Linked DNA regions of Sus scrofa: region 2 is linked to region 1. The links are chromatin contacts, called in public HiChIP or PLAC-seq maps. All regions are on one chromosome and are shown on one strand. The core of a region is the stretch at or near the end of the contact, and the rest is flanking DNA. Distances in the headings are between cores, read along the strand shown. Region 1 holds the start of ME2 (NAD-dependent malic enzyme, mitochondrial). Region 2 holds the start of SMAD4 (SMAD family member 4).

Evidence for each region. HiChIP or PLAC-seq counts read pairs in DNA pulled down with a chosen protein or histone mark.
Region 2: an H3K27ac HiChIP or PLAC-seq map of skeletal muscle shows a contact between it and region 1. The contact joins the promoter of SMAD4 here to the promoter of ME2 in region 1. A contact is called at or near these places in 1 of 47 Hi-C or Micro-C datasets (heart right ventricle) and 1 of 2 datasets of contacts at active chromatin or transcription factors (skeletal muscle).

Annotation. Positions count from the first base shown.
Region 1 is chr1:100,417,431-100,422,737 of Sscrofa11.1, forward strand. ME2 (NAD-dependent malic enzyme, mitochondrial) reads left to right here and starts at 1,974. Exons shown (of 16, transcript XM_021093285.1): 1 at 1,974-2,521.
Region 2 is chr1:100,572,305-100,577,407 of Sscrofa11.1, forward strand. SMAD4 (SMAD family member 4) reads left to right here and starts at 1,821. Exons shown (of 12, transcript NM_214072.1): 1 at 1,821-2,203. LOC102159046 reads right to left here and starts at 2,215. Exons shown (of 2, transcript XM_021084754.1): 1 at 1,771-2,215. The coding sequence starts at 2,215.

The DNA.
Region 1 (5,307 bases), core at 724-3,223:
GATGATGATGATGAGGAGGAGGAGGAGAAGGATGAGGTGATGATCCAGGACCACACTTTGAGAATGTTTCCTTTAGAACAAAGAAGACATCAACATTCTAAACCTGCCCATTAATTATTCAAACGTTAATCATATGTAAGGACTTAGGAATACAGGGAGACAATTTTTATAAATCCCCATTTTTATGGAACTTATACAGGAAAATACATAAAAAAAATACAAACATGAGAACCATGAAGAAACACAGGTATTGGAGACGCATATCAGAAGTTTCTTATTTAATTGGTACAGGGTAGGCATCAAAAAAATTTTTAGGGAGTTCCCTCCGTGGCTTAGCAGTTAATGAACCCAACTAGGATCCATGAGGATATGGGCTAGATCCTTAGCCTCACTCAGTGGCTAAAGATCCGGCATTGCAGTGAGCTGTGGTGTAGGTCACAGACGAGCCTCGGATCCTGCTTTGCTGTGGCTGTGGCATAGGCTAGCAGCTGTAGTTCCGACTGGACCCCTAGCCTGGGAACCTCCATATGCCACGGGTGCGGCCCTAAAAAGACCCCCCCCCCGCCAAAAAAAGTAAGACTACTAAGGAAGATGCATTAATAGAAATGATTTTCTGATTTTCTTTTATAGAGCCTATCCTAGAATACTCTAGATATTTGATTAAATGCCAATGATTGGTGACATTGGTTTTAAACTAAAAAAAGGAGAGATACATGCTGTTGACAGGAAAAGAATGAGGCTGCTGATGGAAAGAATTAGGACAGAGAAGAGACCGCCCAAGATGAATGGCACCTGTAATTTTTAAATTTTCTCCCATTCAACTTGCTGCATCTTGACAGTTATCTGGCAAGCAGGGCTTTTTTAGGTCATGCTTTTTCATAGTCCCTCTTTCACAGCTGTGGTTACTATAGCAGCCATGCCCATCATTTATCCTCTACTCTTTCCCCAACATGCCCAATGTGGCATGGTTGCTCCAAATTTTACATAATTGTAAACGAGTTTAGAAGGGGAGAGTTCATTTTTCTCTACTTCTGCTCAATCTTCCCTATCCTACATTTCCATCACTTTTAATTTTCTCATTTCATCGTTGCCTCTTTATCCTTTACATCTTTACTTAAAAATTATTTTTACTATATTTTATTTTCTTATTTTTATTTATTTATTTATTTTGCCTTTTCTAGGGCCACTCCTGTGGCATATGGAGATTCCCAGACTAGGGGTCTAATCAGAGCTGTAGCCACTGACCTACACCAGAGCCACAGCAAGGCCAGATCCCAGCCGCGTCTGTAACCAACACCACAGCTCACAGCAACGCCAGATCGTTAACCCATTGAGCAAGGCCAGGGACCGAACCCGCAACCTCATGGTTCCTAGCCGGATTCGTTAACCACTGCGCCATGACGGGAACTCCTACTATATTTAAAAGCACAAAAACTCGATTATAGTGAGGACTTTCTGGTGATAACATTTTATGAAACAAGAGTGAAGAAATATCCTTCAACACCGCAACTGTGGATGGGAACAGATTATTCATCTATTTCCCGATGCTTTGAAGACAACAATTTAGGGTTCCAGGGCTTTTCTGAAAGGGAATACTGAATATCTATTGGTGGTGACTGTAATGATAAGGATCATTAGTAAATTCCCTGCGGGCCAATAACTGTGCCAGCAAGGGTAGAGAGGGGCAAAGAATTCTGCAAAATAGCGACGCTTCGACAAACAAAAATTGCTGAGAAACAAAGCGTTCCTAAAGTGAGGAGGCTTTGCATTTCCTGGGTCCTCCTTCTGCAGCTTCTCCAGTCTCCTGGCTTGTATCTAGTTCCTAAATCTCGCCCATCCTCTCCCGGCCTCCACTGGCTGTCCAGGACGGACCCGAACCCTTAGCCTTCCTCTCAGGTTCCGCGACTGGTACCCGCAGACCTGCTCCACCCGATCCCCGGCCTCGCCCGCGCCTGCGCAGAACCTCTTCTCGCGCGAACGCTCAGCAATCACCTCCGACCTTCCCGCTAGCTGCGGAGATGTGAGGTCCCCAGCTGTTTTCATGGGGCTACGGTTTTTTTCTGTATATCAGGATTCCTTCCACTCTACGCGACCCCTCTCTCACTCCTCGGGGTCGGGCTCTTAAGGGAATGAATCCGGCCTCCAAACAGTAACCTCAAGCAACCGGACAGATGAAGGTCCTGACAGGCTGGGACGTGGGTGCTCAGGCTGCGAAACCTCCCGGCGGAGCCCCGCCTCTTAAGGCTGCTTCCTGCCTCCGCATTGGCCCGCCCGCCCGTCAGTCTCCGCCCATGGGGCCGTGCCGGCAGTCTTCTCAGCTCCTCTCCTCACTACGCGGATTTACTGGTGGCCTCCCCGGTATCCAGCCGACCCGGCCGGGTGGACCCTTAGCTGGCGCCGGCTCCGGGAAGCCTAGAGAAGGGGAGGGGCGGACTCAGCTGGAGCTGAGCATCGTCCGGGTGGGCTGAGAGGCCGTGGCCTCTCCGTTCGAAGCACCACCTGTCGCGGGGCGAGACTTGTGGTAAGGCTCTGCGCGGCGCGCAGCTGCGGGCGGCCTGGAGCGGCGGGGCCCGGGCGGGAGTTCCGGGATGGGAGCGGGCGCCGGCCTCCTCTCGCCGGGCCAGGGGAGCAGATTGCGGACCCGCTGTCGGCTTCCGCGCGTGAGGCCCTCAAGGTCTCCGCTTAGAGGGTGGGAAGGTGGGGTGAACGGACGGGAACGGAAGAGGCTCACCGAGTCCCGGCTGAGAACGGGGGCAGCGGGTCGGATGGCGGCGACCCTCTCTTCGGCTGTCGGCGGCTCTTCCCTGGCGCTTAGGGACGCGACTTCCCAGTCCAGGGCGCCCTCCTTCCGACTCGTAGTAAGGCCCTGAGGACTCCGTAACAGGAGCATCTTTTACCCTTTACTCCCGCGCTCGGTAAAGACCGTTTTTGTGGCTCCATATTCCTTTATCAAATAGATCTCTTCTTCTGCAGGGATGAATTAATGGCAGGATTGGGCATTTTGTTTGTATGTTGCGATTGTTCTCACTTTAAAGGAAGTTTGTTGCGGGCTAGAAAGTTCTAAGAATGGAACCGTTCTGTTCATTGATATGAAATGACATCTGTGGACTATGATTGGCAGGTTGTTGTGTTTTTTCCCCACGCTGGTGATAACCATTTCTGCTTGTATGGTATTACATTGAGATCCTGGATTTGACTTTTTTTGTTTCCGAAGATAATTCTAGAAAATTTACGTTGCCTTTTGGAGTGAAGAAGCGTAATCAAAACAATTCTCAACAGACATGCTTCCTTACAAAAACGTGTTATCTCATATCTGTGTGATTTACCTTCTTAAAGTTTATGGCAGGCACGTCAAACCAAAACAGGTGATAGCATTGTTACTTCTTTTAGAGTTGCAATTGATAACCATAGAAGCTGTATTAACTGTTAATCATGGGCGGGCGCTTCTCTCTACAAGAATTATCTCGAAATAAGGCCCTGAGGTCGATACTGTTACTGTCTCTAATTTACAAATGAAGGTTAAGTAACTTCCCCAAGATCAACAGGTTTTAAGTAGCAAAGCCTGGATTCGAAGTAAGGCAGTCTAACTTAATAGCTCCAGCCCCCTCTTAGTGCTCCATTAAAATTGTTCATGTTGGAAAGCTAATTGCAATGTAGTACTTAAAAGTTTTGATCTTTTGTTGCCAAGCATTCTAGAAATTAGATAAGAAACAGTCGTTTCCTTAACAGCCCATACCGCCCTCCCCCATATACACACCTGTACATGTTGTATATATACATATTCATAAACATATGTATATACACACACTATAGTCGTCACACAAATGATATATAAAGATACACTGTGTAACGACTATAACCTGTTGAGTTACATATTAGGTTACATGGTTTGCAGAAATGAAGGAAAAAGTTCTTATCTTCTAATAGTGAACCTTTAAATAATGAGCTTTGAGCAGTGATTTGTAACCTGTATCTGATTCTTTTATGGTAATTATAAAGACTTAATTGAAAGTTAGGCATAGAGGCCAGAAATGCTGATATACCTTTACCATATGTTAATAGGGATGTTGGGCTATGCTTTTGTAAAAGTTTTTCATTCTGTTGAGAATGAAAAACTTATTCTTGATCAGTAGTTATTCCTGAGAAAGAACTGCTTACAGGTTTCACTCTTAGAAGGTGTTTATGCATAATGTTTTTGACTTTTAATATATTTGTTATGAAAACACATTAAAAATTCATAAAGGAAAAACTAATTTACCTGTTGAGAATTTCTTTTGTAAATTAACTCCTACTATCATGCTGTTTGTGCATATATTGTGTTTAATTTTATTTAAAAAACTAAGCTGTTCTAAACTATGTTACATTTTATATTAAGATAAACTAAAATTAATTATAATTGATGGTGAACTTCAGACCTTAATAGCTGTATTTTAAAACATAAGTAACACTAAAAAGTGCAGCTATTACCTGAGGGTCAATTTAGAGGATAAAATTCATACTAAATATCAAAATTACTCCACATTTGATTTAATAAAAAGATAACCAATTTATTAAAAGTTAACTATTGTATTTGAAGGTCACCATTTGATTATATGGCTGCATATTATACCTGCCCTGATTAATATGTCCAAATTTCAAAAGTTATGAAAAATATTTTGATTCTTCTAGTAGATACTGTTTAGGATGGCACTTGATGTTTGCCTGGATCTGTATGCCATCCACATTCTCATTCTTGACCTAGAGATTTAATTGAAAATAGTTTAAATAAATTTAACCATGATTATCCTCATAGGCTTTTTTTTTAAGTTATATAGGGATTCTTTTTCTTTTCTAAAACAACTTTTTATTGAAATATAGTTTATTTTACAACCTCATAGCCTTTTAGTATGGATTTGTCATTGGAAGGTGTTGATGCAGAAACAGGTATTTAGAAGGCACCTTCCAACTGCCTTAGTTTATTATTACTAATAACAATAAGCTTAAATAACTAACATTTATAGAGTATTTAAAGGGCACTGTGATAAGCATCTTACATGGTTTATCTAATTTTAATCCTTAAGTGGCCCTATTTAGTAGGTCCTGTTGTTTATCATCCCCAGTTGAGTGCTAAGATAACTACAACTCAAGGAGATTGTGACTTTAACTGACTTGAGATCTTGGAGCTAACAGTGAAGCAGTGGCAAAGCTAGGATTTAAGTCCAATGGTTTGATTCCAGAGCTTCCTTTGACCACTCTGTTGGAATGACTGAATATGGTTTTTATTGAATAAACCTAAACCTTCAAGTGAAGTCAAGCTCTTTATGTTGA
Region 2 (5,103 bases), core at 571-3,070, 150 kb after region 1:
TCTGGCCAACAGGATATGGCAGAGATGACCAGATGTATGTGTATAGATAACTACTACAGATAGGAAAGGAAGAAGTTTAAATATAGCAATGTTACTCAATGCTTTTAATTCCTTCTGAGGTATATTGCAAAGAATCACATGTTGATCTATTATAAAATCACCTCCTTAGATTTTCCTTCAACTTTGTCGATAGCAAAGACTTGAAAACAACCTAACTTGCAAAATAACTTATAGCTTATAACTCATTCGTTTGATTCACTTTTTCAGCACAGACAACAAATTTCTGAATTGTTCTCCTGAATTGTCCTCGAGGTTTTTCACATCGATGCACCTTAGTAATGGGTGAGAATTTGCACTTTGTTCTGTAAGGTAGGGGAAGAACAGTTTTGAAAGGGGAGGTTGTGTCCTCAGGTACTTTCTCAGGCTGGGCAATTTTAGACTATAGTATACATGGCATTTAGGCATCTGGAAATGAATTCCCTTAAAGCTAGTCTTGAAAAGTCTTCATAAACCCCAGAGGACACCAGTTTGAAGAGGACAGATGCAGAGGCTGTCAGTCAGAAGAGAAAAGTGTCCAGACTGGGCAAGCCAGCACAGCATGGGGTTAGGGCACTGTGTGCACAGAGTAGGTGGGACAGTTTCTGGGCGACAAGACTTAAGAAATGACTTTAGAATTTTCTAGTAGTAATTAGTCTTGGTGGGACCCCCAACAGAAGTATTTCACTGGTTTGTTAGAAGAATTAGTACATCGTATTTTCCGAAACCTTAAAAATGTCAAATAATTGCATTCATCTTGTAAAATTTTCAAATAAAGGAAGTATAAAGTCAAAAGCAGGGTTTATGCAATTCCCTATCCAACAGGTAACTTTTTTTTTTTTTTTTTTTTTTTTTTTTTGCTATTTCTAGGGCCGATCCCACAGCATATGGAGGTTTCCAGGCTAGGGGTCTAATCGGAGCTGTAGCCGCCGGCCTATGCCAGAGCCACAGCAACGCGGGATCCAAGCCGCGTCTGCTCCCGGCAACGCCGGATCTTTAACCCATTGAGCAAGGGCAGGGACCGAACCGCAATTTCATTGTTCCTAGTCGGATTCGTTAACCACTGAGCCACGAAGGGAACTCCTCAACAGGTAACTTAATTAACAGGTGTATTGTTGGACCTTTTAAAGTCCCTTCCAACTCTGAGGTTCCACCTAAATCTTTTCCAACAGAAACCATTCATTTTTCCTAACACCTGTCCAGGTTCTCAATTCTATGGTTCCATGACTGTTTTGCGCATCTCTTCACCCCAGGAAGGCATCCTGAGAGTTTAAACACCTTCAAATCTAGTTGACCCAGGGCTGGCGAAAAGGGAAGGAAGGTGCAGTCCATCCCAGTTTCTTCTCAAAGTAAACCTCTACAACTACCTACTCCCTAGAGCAAGTTAATTTTCATGCCCACGCAGGTCCTCAAAAACACGGCCCACTTCATCGCTTTTTATAAACTTACTGGACACCCACTACACGCCAAGCTCTCCTGCGTTGCTTGGATACTTTTTGACAAAGGGGTGCCCATTCGTCAGATCACCACTCCCTCCAAGCAGCCTCTCCCCCCACCCTTGAGGGCAGAACCCTCCGCCAGGGCCGGAGACCTGGCGGAGACTCGGGACTCCCCGCCGACTATGCTGCTGCGCCGGCGCCTGCGCAGAGCGACCCTCTCGTCACTGGGGCAGGAGGCGGGGGCAGTGGAGAGAAAGGAAAGCTGCGGGGGAGAAGGGCCAAACCCTGAAATTACCCGGATGTGGTCTCCGCTCGCGCATGCTCAGTGTCTTCTCGACAAGTTGGCAGCAACAACACGGCCGTGGACGTCGTCTCCGCTGCGGTAACGGAGCGGCTCGGGTGGCGGAGCCCGCGTTCGCTCCGGCCTGCTCTCCTCGGGAGGCCCTTCCCGCCCTCCCCTCGGCTCCGCGGCCGCCCAGGGGGCGGTGCGGGTGAGGGGAGCCGGCCGCCCAGCGAGAGAGGCCTCTTGCCGCGGGGCGGCGCGGGAGCTCGAGGCGGCCCGGCCCGCGCGGGCAGCGGCGCGGCGCCGAGGAGGGGCGGCCTGGCGCGGACGCCCCGGGGCGGGGGCCGAGGAGCGCTCCGGGCCGCCGGGGGAGCGACGGGCTTGGCGCTCCCGCTGACGAGCCGCGGAGGGAGAAGGGACGCCCCTCGCCGTCGCTGGAGCCCAGGTAACGCGCCATGTCCCCTCCCCTTCGCCCGGCCCGGCCCGCGCACCCCGCCCGCGGCTTCCCCGCCCCGGGGCGGGCTCCCGGCGGTGGCGGCGGGGAGCGCGCGGGAGGCCAGCGGGCCCAGCGCGGCCGCCTGTCGGGCCCGCCGGGCCGGCTGCCCCTGAGCAGGTCGGCCAGAGCCGGGTGCCTAGCGTGCCTGGGGCTCCGGAGCGGGTCCTCCGGCCCCGAACTCCGCTCTCAGTTGTCGCAGAATCTAGTTAAACTCGGACAGGGACTCCTGCGGCGGCCGCCTCTCCTCTTTGTTGTTCTTGGAGTAATACTGTCCCTCCCAATCGAGCGTATCAGGTCGGCTGGAGTGAGTGTATTGCCTTAGGTCTAAATGAAAGTTGTAAATGGTGTGTCCTAATTTCTTTTCTTGGGCAAAATTTTATTTTCTCTTTGTCTCATATTTTCTCTTCCTGGTTGTGTATTCCAGTTTATATTTCTGCTTTTGATTTGTTTACTTACTTTTTGAGTATTGTGGGTGATAGCGGTGTGGAGGAAACATTCTTAGCACCTTACACCCGCCTTCCCCCCGCAAGCCTAACAAAAAACTAAAAGCTATAGTTTATGTTATTGCTAGGACTACAGTTACTGAGCATCAAATTGGTGTAGGATGTGTAGGGCGGTGGCTCCATCCCATGCCCCAAACTGCTATTACGATTTCTTAAACTAGATTTAAAATTTTTTTTCAAAGAAATGGATGTAGTTAACTAGATTGTGTTTTTTGGGTGGGAGGGTATAGAGGAGTTTAAAAAAACTATTGAAAAATGATAGTTATTTCCTTCCCCAAATCCCAGTAAGATTAAATATATATACTTATTTCTAAGTAGTTTATTTTTAATTTTGTTTCTTAATGCCTTCAGTTTCTGCACCATAGTTCAAGGTGAAACTGCCAGTTATTTAGGAATAATAAATATAAGATAATGGAGAGTAATTTTATTTAGCCTGAATCGACTTTCTAAAAGCATGTAGTCTTGGCTAATTTTTTAACAACCTTTGACTTTTTTAAGAATGAGCATCCTTTTAGTCTCAGGAGCAGTTTGATTATTTGGGTGTTTAAAAAGGAGGTTCAGTACTTTTTTTCTGAAACTATTTAGTCCTACTAGAAAATACAGAAATGCACAATTTTACAGAGTAATTAGATTTAGAGCATTGTATTTAAATAATTTTTATTGCACTTTTCATAAATTATCTTTGCCGTGTTGTACTTAGACTAAATTTATTTCATCTGAAATGCATGAGGTTTTCTAGTGTGTATTCTTTTTCTGCTTAAGAGTTATTTTCTCTTTTGCAAAGTTCTGACATGGTTAGTACATGAGATTTCAAGTTGTAAATGATTGAGGTAGTTAACATCTTAAAATATGATTTTAAAATTAATGTTTCTTCCACAATGTCATGATTTTGTTTACAGAATGTAATACAGGTAGGCCAAACATTTAAGATTTAGTTCTAAGGGCGGTGATGAATTATGTAGGTGTAAGTTGTTGGAATTAAAACTTTCTAGAGAAAATTGATAGAACATTTTGTGAGTCTGTTGATAGAAGTGGCTTTTTCTTTGCTTTCCAGGTTTTGGGGTGAGGTTACTTTAAAGAAGTATTGCATCTTAATTTTTTATTTCTGAAGTGGGAATGCCTAAGTAGAAACTTCTGCGTTTGGCTAAATTCCTCCGTATATATCTTGAGCTTAGAAAAACTGCAAATTGGTTTCAGATTTAATGAAAACTTGTGCTGGGAAAGTCACTTTGAAATTCTTCGGAATAAGTTTTGTATGAATCATTGACCTTTTCCATTGGCTTTGCTGCTTGAAGCAATTCTGCTTTTACTAGGAAGCAGCAAATCTTATTTCTAAAAACCTATGCTTCACTTCAAAAAAACAAAAAAAAAAAACAACAAAAAAACCCCCACCAAACAAACCTATGCTTCACTTTCTTAAGCTACATTTTAATTGAGCTGTTTCACCATTTGTGTGTGAATTCATTTTTCTGCATTCCCCTTCAGATTCCCCCCCCCCCCCCCCAGCAAAGAGCAAGTACTAAACTAATTTATGCTGCTGGTCACACTCCAGCTCTCTGGCTTGGAGCTGTTTTTTCTGATTGAGCCAGTGTTATAGTAACATCATTAGACACTATTCTAATTGAGCTGTGAATTGCTGAGGCCTCTGCTAGGGCACTTAACCCTACAGGATCTGCTTCATTCTTTATATTTAAAATGCGTGTTTAATCTTGTCTAAAATTTGCCTGTTTTCTTATGTTTAAACTTTACTTATTTCAGTTGTTTTGTTCCCCCCAGCTTGTGCCTAATTTTTTTTTTCATTTTTTATTCAGTGATTTTAGAGTGAATGGTTTTTTAAACATCATGTTAGCCATTTCAGTGCTCATTGTACATGTTTGGATTTCCTTTTTTCCCCTAGAAGATTTTGTAGTTAGAAACTTTTGTTTTGCTTAAGAGATGATTAAAGGTGACTCTGAGGTGACAGTCATGTATAAAACTAACCCAACTAAAATGGTTGTGATTGATTTCATTTTTTTCTTTTTTTCTTTTTTTAGGCAAGAAACAGATTTATTAGGCTAGGACGCTTGTGAGACATGCAAGCAGGCAGGCAAGGAAGCTCTGCCTTATTTCGTTATTTTCTACGCTAAAGCTAAAAGAGTTAGATTAGCATAACATAGAATTTAATACCATTTGTTAAATTATCAAATTTTGAGGGTTTTTCTCTGTAGTTGATGAAGATTCACTTGTGTTAAAGAGAAATTCAAACAGTTGACAAATATGTTTAGATATTATTCATTTGTACAACTTTTAGTATGATACTTTTTGCATAATAATATGCCAAAAACTGCTTAATAGTGACTAAGATTT